2 separate regions of the Rattus norvegicus genome follow, and region 1 is linked to region 2. Evidence: chromatin contacts called from public Hi-C data. All regions are on one chromosome and are shown on one strand. The core of a region is the stretch at or near the end of the contact, and the rest is flanking DNA. Distances in the headings are between cores, read along the strand shown. Region 1 holds the start of Lyrm7 (LYR motif containing 7). Region 2 holds the start of Rapgef6 (Rap guanine nucleotide exchange factor 6).

Region 1 (3,612 bases), core at 270-2,769, 330 kb after region 2:
TAGGGCTAGGGAGATGGCTCAGTGATTCTGCAAGAGTAAAGACCAGAGTTTGGATCCTCAGAACCCATGAAAATACAGGGCAGCACGCACGCATGCGCGCGCACGCACACACACACACACACACACACACACACACACACACACACAGACTAGGTGTCTAGGCACACACCTGCAAACCCAGTAGTAATTCTTGTGGGTGAGGAGGGGGGATAACCATTAATACAAAACACCACAACTAATTTAAGACCATTATCCCAATATAAAGAAAATGGGGGCTGGAGAGATGGCTCTGAGGTTAAAGCACTGGTTGCTCTCACAGAAGACCAAGGTTCTTCCCATCAGCCACATGGCAGCTTGACAACTCCCTGTAACTTCAGTTCCAGGGAATCTGACTCCCTCTCCTGGCCTTGCTGAGTACCACACATGCACATAAAATAATAATAATAAATTATCTTAAAAGAAAATGTGATCTTTATTACCACAAGAATATTAAAACCAATATTACATTGAAGTGAATAAATAATATTTTTTACTTATTATTTATGCAGTGTTGGGCATGGAGGCCAGAGCCTTGAAAAGGCTAATCAAGGGCTCCAACTGTAAGTTAAAATACAACCAGACCTACTAAGAAACTTCTTTTCAGATGCAAAAAGTAGCTGGGTGTAGTGATTCAGTTATAATCCCAGCACTTAGCATGAAGATTGATGTGGATTGGAAGCCAGCGTGGGCTCCTCCAAATTCTTAATCAAACTTCAGGTCTTTGCCTTGTCCTTGTGATTCTTTTATTTCGAGACAAGATCTATGTTGCCATGAACAAGTAGGCTCAGCAACGCTCCCTCTCCCCCTCTAGAGACTTTTGTGTTCCTCTAAGTAAGTTAAATCCTAGTTATAGGTTCACAAAACATGCTGTTTATTAATTTGAAGGACTTCTTCCGATTTTATTAATTGTTTATAATCTTCCTACTGCAGGACTTCTTTATTAAGGCAAAGATGGGGGTTGGGGATTTGGCTCAGTGGTAGAGCGCTTGGCTAGCAAGCGCAAGGCCCTGGGTTCGGTCCCCAGCTCCGAAAAAAAAGAATAGAAAAAAAAAAAAGGCAAAGATGATCGGTTTATGGTCACCAGTCACCTCTATTCACCACCTTTCATAGTCCAGGCATCCTCCTCATTCACTGTCCCATGTAGCTCTCACCCCACTCCGCTCACCGCTCCTCGTGATCCTCTCCCTCCTCACTTACTGTCCCCCTTCTCCACTACCGTCCTTCGCAGTAGTCATCCTCACCACTCAGTCTCCTACATGGCTTTCACCCTCCTCCATTCACGGTCCATCGGGTCATCTCAATACCCTCGAAATCGTCACCCTCTACTACTCATCACCCCTGAAGGTTGTTACCCTCCTCCACTCTCAGCCCTCGGGGTCGCCTCCCTCCCTTGCCGGGGTCTTGAGCCTCAAGCATCCCTACACCCTCTTCCCGGGCCTGTCACCTTGGCTGGCTGACCCATGGCTGCCCACGCCGCTGACTCCGCCTCTGAAGCCGCCCCCTCCTGGCAACCAATCACGGCCCGGGCACAGCCGGAGACGCTCCGCATAGCAACCAATCAGAATGCAGTATATCCTTCTTAGTCCGCCCTCCCCGCAGAAGGAAGGCCAGACGTTTGCTAAGCAAATCCAAGTATAAAACCGCGAGAAGCCGCGGAGCCAAATTATGGACAGGAAGACGGAAGTAACCGGGAAGCCATGTCTTTTAAGGGCAGAGTCTCTTCCGCCGCGCCTAGTGTGGCGCGCGCGCACAACGGTTATTAATGGGTGGCTTCGGAACCTGCTCGTTTTTATCTCTTGTTTAAGGGCGTGGGTCGTCTCTTAAGTGTCTTTATTTTAACGTTTCCCGGCTGAGACTGACTGCTTGGAAACGTGAGCAAACAAATGCTAAATCCTAACAACTACAGTCCATACATATCAGAACGCTGAATCCTGAACGTTCTGTTTGTACATTCACTTAATTATTCCCCCAGAAGGTGTGGTCGAGTTGCCTGCTCGAATTCACACGCTTGATCCCAGAGTCTCCTCCCCTCTGCATTGTTGCCCTACTTATCTTGCCCCGTTCTTTGGTTTTGTTGAAGTAGGAAATAATTTATTAGAAGCTTCATAGTAATAACCATAAAACATTTATATGCATTTTAACTTAGGACTTGCAGGCATGGATAAAAATTTCCACCTTGCTCCTATTTCACAACCGTTTGCCTTCAACATTACTGTAACATTTTAGGCTACTTTTAGGTAAAATTAGCTGTTTATTAAGATTAAGCTGGATGTGGTGGGACATACTTGCAAACCTAGTATTTGGGAGGTAAAGTCAAGAGCATCAGGAATTCAAGGACAGCCCCAGTCTAGACTATATGAGACTATGTCAATCAAAAAACAAAAAGAGAAAAAAGTCTGGTTTTGAGGCAGGGAGTCACTATAACCCTGTTTGGTATGGAACTTGCTATATAGATCAAGCTGGCCTCAGACAGAGATCTGCCTGCCTCTGGAGTGCTGGAATAAAAGTTGTCAACCACCAAACCTGTACCTTTCCTCAGGAATGCTTTCTACCTAGACTTGGCCCAGAACTCACTAGTTAGGCTGGACTGGCTGACCTGGTCTCAGAGATCTTCCCATCTCTCTCTCCCCAAGGCCGGGATTACAAATGTGTAATACCATGCCTAACAAGTCTTTATGAGGACAGAAGGATAATTGTCAATTTTAGAAATTGTTATATTCTATATTGATGGCTTTAGAGCTGGCACAAAGCATTAGAACACCGCCGTTCTTTCCAGAGGACCTGGGATCAGTTCCCAACACCCATATGGCAGCTAACGACTGTCTGAACTCCAGTCCTAGGGGATCACACACACACTCTGTCCTCCAAAGACACCACATGCATGTGGTGTAGATATATGCCAGGTAAATGCATAAAAATAAAATATTAAAAAAAGTTAAGGTTCTAGATTTGCAGAAGAGCATTTAATATAAACAATCAAATCAAGGACAGTAGCTATTGTCTTTTATACAAGGAACAATAAAGTAGATGATCTTGTGACATATTATGGTACCTTCTGGAGTAATTTTTTAAAATTATACTTTTGTACTATAGCCTAATTTCTTTTTTTTTTAAAGAATAGTTTATAGCAATAATTTCTAGCTAGAAAGTTAACCAAAACCCTTCTGTTACTTGAAAATACAGTTTCTGTGGCTGGAGAGATAGGTCGGTGCTTAATAGCACTTACTGATCAGCAGAGGACCGGAATTGGATTCCTAGCACCTATACAGCAGCTCACAACTATCTGTAACTCCAGTTCTGGGAGATCCAGTAGTCTCTTCTGGCCTCCTTAGGCTCCTACGTGCCTGTGGTGCCCACAAAGTCATGCAATCATGTACATATAATAGAAATTTAAAATAAAACATAGTTCACAGAAGTGAGTCTTAAAGCAAACATGTTACAGTTCCTTCAGCTATCCCACAGATGAAATGAAACAAGATGGCTCAGCACTGTTTTCTGAGCTGGTTATTCTGGGAACATGACCTGGTTTGCTACCGGACATGCAAACTGAACTGAAGAGACTCCAGAACTCAG
Region 2 (3,656 bases), core at 469-2,968:
GTCAGCCTTTACTGTTGAAATAGCCTGCGCTGGTTAACACTGATAGTCAATTTGACAGACTCTAGAATTCCCCCAAGGAGAGAAATCTCTGAGCATGTCTAAAAGGAAGCTTCTAATGAAGTTAGGAAAAACCCACTCTTTTGTCTCCTGGGCCTGGGGTAATGTGCTATTACCTGCCCGTGGACAAAGTGAACAGCCACTTGACACCCCTGCCACCATGGCATGGCCAGAAAAGGTACTTGCTACCAAGATAATCTGGGTTTGATCCCCAGGACCCAGATGGTGAAAGAAAAACACACTCCTTTAAGATGCCACCATGAGCACAGTGGCACATGCCACACACAAAAGAAACATTTAAAATAATAAACAGTAGGTTGCAGAGATGTCTCTGTGGTTTAAGAGCAAGTAGTGCAGTGGGAGGGGGCCAGAGTTCAGTTCCCTGCACTGATGTCCAGTGATTGACAGCCTCCTGTTAGTTCCAGCTCAATCTGTGAGCCAAAATAAACCCTCTAGGGTTACTTTTATCACAACAGAAATAATAACTGTTACTCAGTTTTTGCAGTTTTTCTCACCAAAGAACAAGTAAAGAAACTGAAGCTTGTTAGACTAGAATGTAAAATTCAATACAAAACCACTCATCCCTTGGCTCCAGGCAACTTTAAACCTAGCTGCTTGAGGAGGAAGGGGTGGAAAGGTTTGCTCCTACTGCTTAGGTTAAAGCAGCCCCACCCACTCGCTCTCGCTGTCCACCGAGCTTTAGTCAAGGATGTTAGCTCAGGATTGTTGGAGGCAATTGGAAATAAGAACAGATCTACCTCCACGGAAGTTTTGTCCTATAATCAGAACAAGAGACACAAGTTTCTCACGGGAGTGGAGGCTGCACAGGTGGTACAGAGGGCTTGTGAGTTTTATAGAACGGAGAAAAAAACTTGTGGGATACAAGATTTCACCTGCGGGTCAGTTCCCCAACAGTCTAAAAGTGCTAAATACCAAGAAGAGGTTGGTGTATTGATCTCAGAAGTGTCAAGGATTTTGACAGCCCACAGGTGTTATCTGTCAACTTTCCTATCAGGAGCTCCTTAGTCCCCTGAGGCTTTTAGGTCATAAACCCTTTAAAGATCCTACAATTATGCACACAGCGCTTAGGCATTCTCCATCATCAAGTCCAGGACAATCTGGTGCATGCTAAGCCAGCAGGCTACCCTTTGAAATATATCTCTAGTCTTCAGAACATTTGTTTATGTTTTTTGGAGGCAGCTTTCACTAGCGATTTCGTGGTTTGTTTCTGCTTTTCAAAGTCGCGTAGAATACACTGCAAGGGAGCAGTGGGTTGGGTGCACGAGTACTGCCTCGAGACCCGTGGCTTGGGCGGCGGTGCGTGGGCTTCCCCGCTTCTTGAATGGCAGCCTCGACTTCCGCGGGGCCATAAGAGCCCCTCGGCTTCCGGACTTGGGCGCTAAGCCAGAGCACCTACCCCACAGCTCTGCCCGGTAGTCTATTTTTGGCGACGCCCTCGTAGCATTTCCGGAATCTTAACCGGAAGCTGGGTATGCGGAAACTACAATCCTGCGACCGACTCTCGCGACGAAATCCAAGCCGCTCATTCCCCGCCCCCTCCACGCCCAAGTCTTTACGTCACGGCTAGGCGGGCGTTACCGTGCTCGTTGTGCGCCTGCGCTCTCGTCCTCTCTCGCCCCCGCGCAGGCGTCTTTCTGGCCAGTCGCGCGTGGGCTGAGGCCCTGGGCGGGCGTTGCGAAGACTTGTTTGCTTGAGTTTGGACCCTGCGACAGTTCTCATTTCCCTCCCGTTGGGGCCGGCGCACACCCGGGTTAGGAGAATGGGCAGCTAGACGCAGGCTGAGGAGCGTGTGGCTGCGGACATGAACTCGCCCGTGGACCCTGGCGCTCGGCAGGCACTGAGGAAGAAGCCGCCGGAGCGGACTCCTGAGGTAAGGCCGGGCACTGGCGAGCACCGATCGGCCCCGACCTGGCCGTGGTCGCGCGGGCTGATGAGCACCTTTCCTGCCGCTTCCTGCCGGGGACTTCCTTGTACCTCTGATAAGAAAGCACCGTTACTGTTGACTGGCTTCTGAGTTTGTGTGTGCTCAGGTGGGCTGAGAAACAGGCTGGGAATTGTAATGTGTAACAGACAGTTCATACTACAGCCCGTGCGTGCCGTGCTCTCAGATACTTCACAGTTGCCCGCAAAAGACAGGTTTCCAATGTCCGTATCAGACTGCGTAAGTCAGACATTAAGTTCCGTGGCGGGTGATGCGTGTTGAGTGGTTCCCTAGGTACTTTTTCAAACTGTCCGTGGGAAACTTAAGAATGTTTGGTAAGTTTTCTTGGTTTGAAGACGTTTCTGTAATTTTAGTGGCTGTGTGTATATTATACCAAAAGAAAAAAAATATTCCAACAGCGATGTAAAATGCAATGAGTCGTCTTGTTTGAAGTTGCAGTAATTGAAATGAAATGCTTTAATTCTTAGTCACTCGAGTTTCAGATTTATAGTGCTTTGCATAGAAAGTCTCAGAAACTTGGGGCAAACACTCTGGGACATGAATTTGTTATAGCCATTACTGAAACTGTGATGAGTCCAGTTTGCTTATTGAAACCTTGATCTTTGCGTAGGAACTCCTGCCTCCCCCTTTCCAGGGGTTACTTTTTCCCCACTTATAATCCTTTTCCCACTTATAATTCATGAATCAGCTTTTCTGTGGTGATGATTATTGTAATGTGCATTCTAAGTTTTGTTTACGAACATTATTTAGGTAATGAGGGGAAACTGTTTCTCTTCAGGTACCGAATTATTTAATTTGAAATTGAGTCTTTTTAAGCAGAGGAAGTTTTCTGAACTGTTGGGGAAGTTACGCTTGGTCATGTGTGCTGCGTTGAGGACTTTTATCTCGTTTTACTGGAAGAGCAACATTGTTGAAGGGAATATTAACTGCTTGGATTCATTGGCTGTATTTTTCAATGAGTGTAGAATTTGGGCTACTAATAAATCATTATCCAGAGTGCTAATGATGGTTTATTTTGACAAAGAATTCCGTGAAATTCTCACAAGTTCGGTTGTGCTGTCAGAAGATTCTCTTAGTAGACTTTTTTTTTTTGTTTTTTGTTTTTTGTTTTTTTTTGTTTTTGTTTTTTTGTTTTTTGTTTTGGTTCTTTTTTTCGGAGCTGGGGACCGAACCCAGGGCCTTGCGCTTCCTAGGCAAGCGCTCTACCACTGAGCTAAATCCCCAACCCCCTCTTAGTAGACTCTTAAGGGTTTGTTATAAATATATTAATTTGGTAATTATTGACAACCTGTTCAGGATTCTGTTTTGTACAATAGAAGATTTTAGTGGACAAAATAAACAAGTCCGTACAGTACTTACATTCTGATGGATTAAGGAACCGAGAAGGTAGGTGATAAATAAGTAAATTGCTAACTAGTCATGGCTATTTCCAATAATAGGATAAGGAGAATTGGGGAAAGGGAAAATAAGCTAGATAATAGTTAAAATAAAGTTGTTCCTATTGTCCTTTGTAACTTGACTTTGTTGTTGAATTAAAATGGATGTCCCTGTGTAGCTCACAGAAACCTGGAACCATAACTTGTCAACACTTTGCTTGTATAAGGATGGTAGTGAGCCTCACAATACCTGGTTCAGG

What was found. Hi-C and Micro-C count contacts between places; a contact is called where the count stands out from the background.
Region 1: a Hi-C map of kidney shows a contact between it and region 2, with 4 times the contacts expected there. The contact joins the promoter of Lyrm7 here to the promoter of Rapgef6 in region 2. A contact is called at or near these places in 3 of 12 Hi-C or Micro-C datasets (kidney, mammary epithelial cells and psoas muscle).

The regions. Positions count from the first base shown.
Region 1 is chr10:39,482,454-39,486,065 of GRCr8, forward strand. Lyrm7 (LYR motif containing 7) reads right to left here and starts at 1,520. Exons shown (of 5, transcript NM_001134729.1): 1 at 1,484-1,520. The coding sequence starts at 1,501.
Region 2 is chr10:39,154,905-39,158,560 of GRCr8, forward strand. Rapgef6 (Rap guanine nucleotide exchange factor 6) reads left to right here and starts at 1,719. Exons shown (of 28, transcript NM_001107003.1): 1 at 1,719-1,948. The coding sequence starts at 1,880.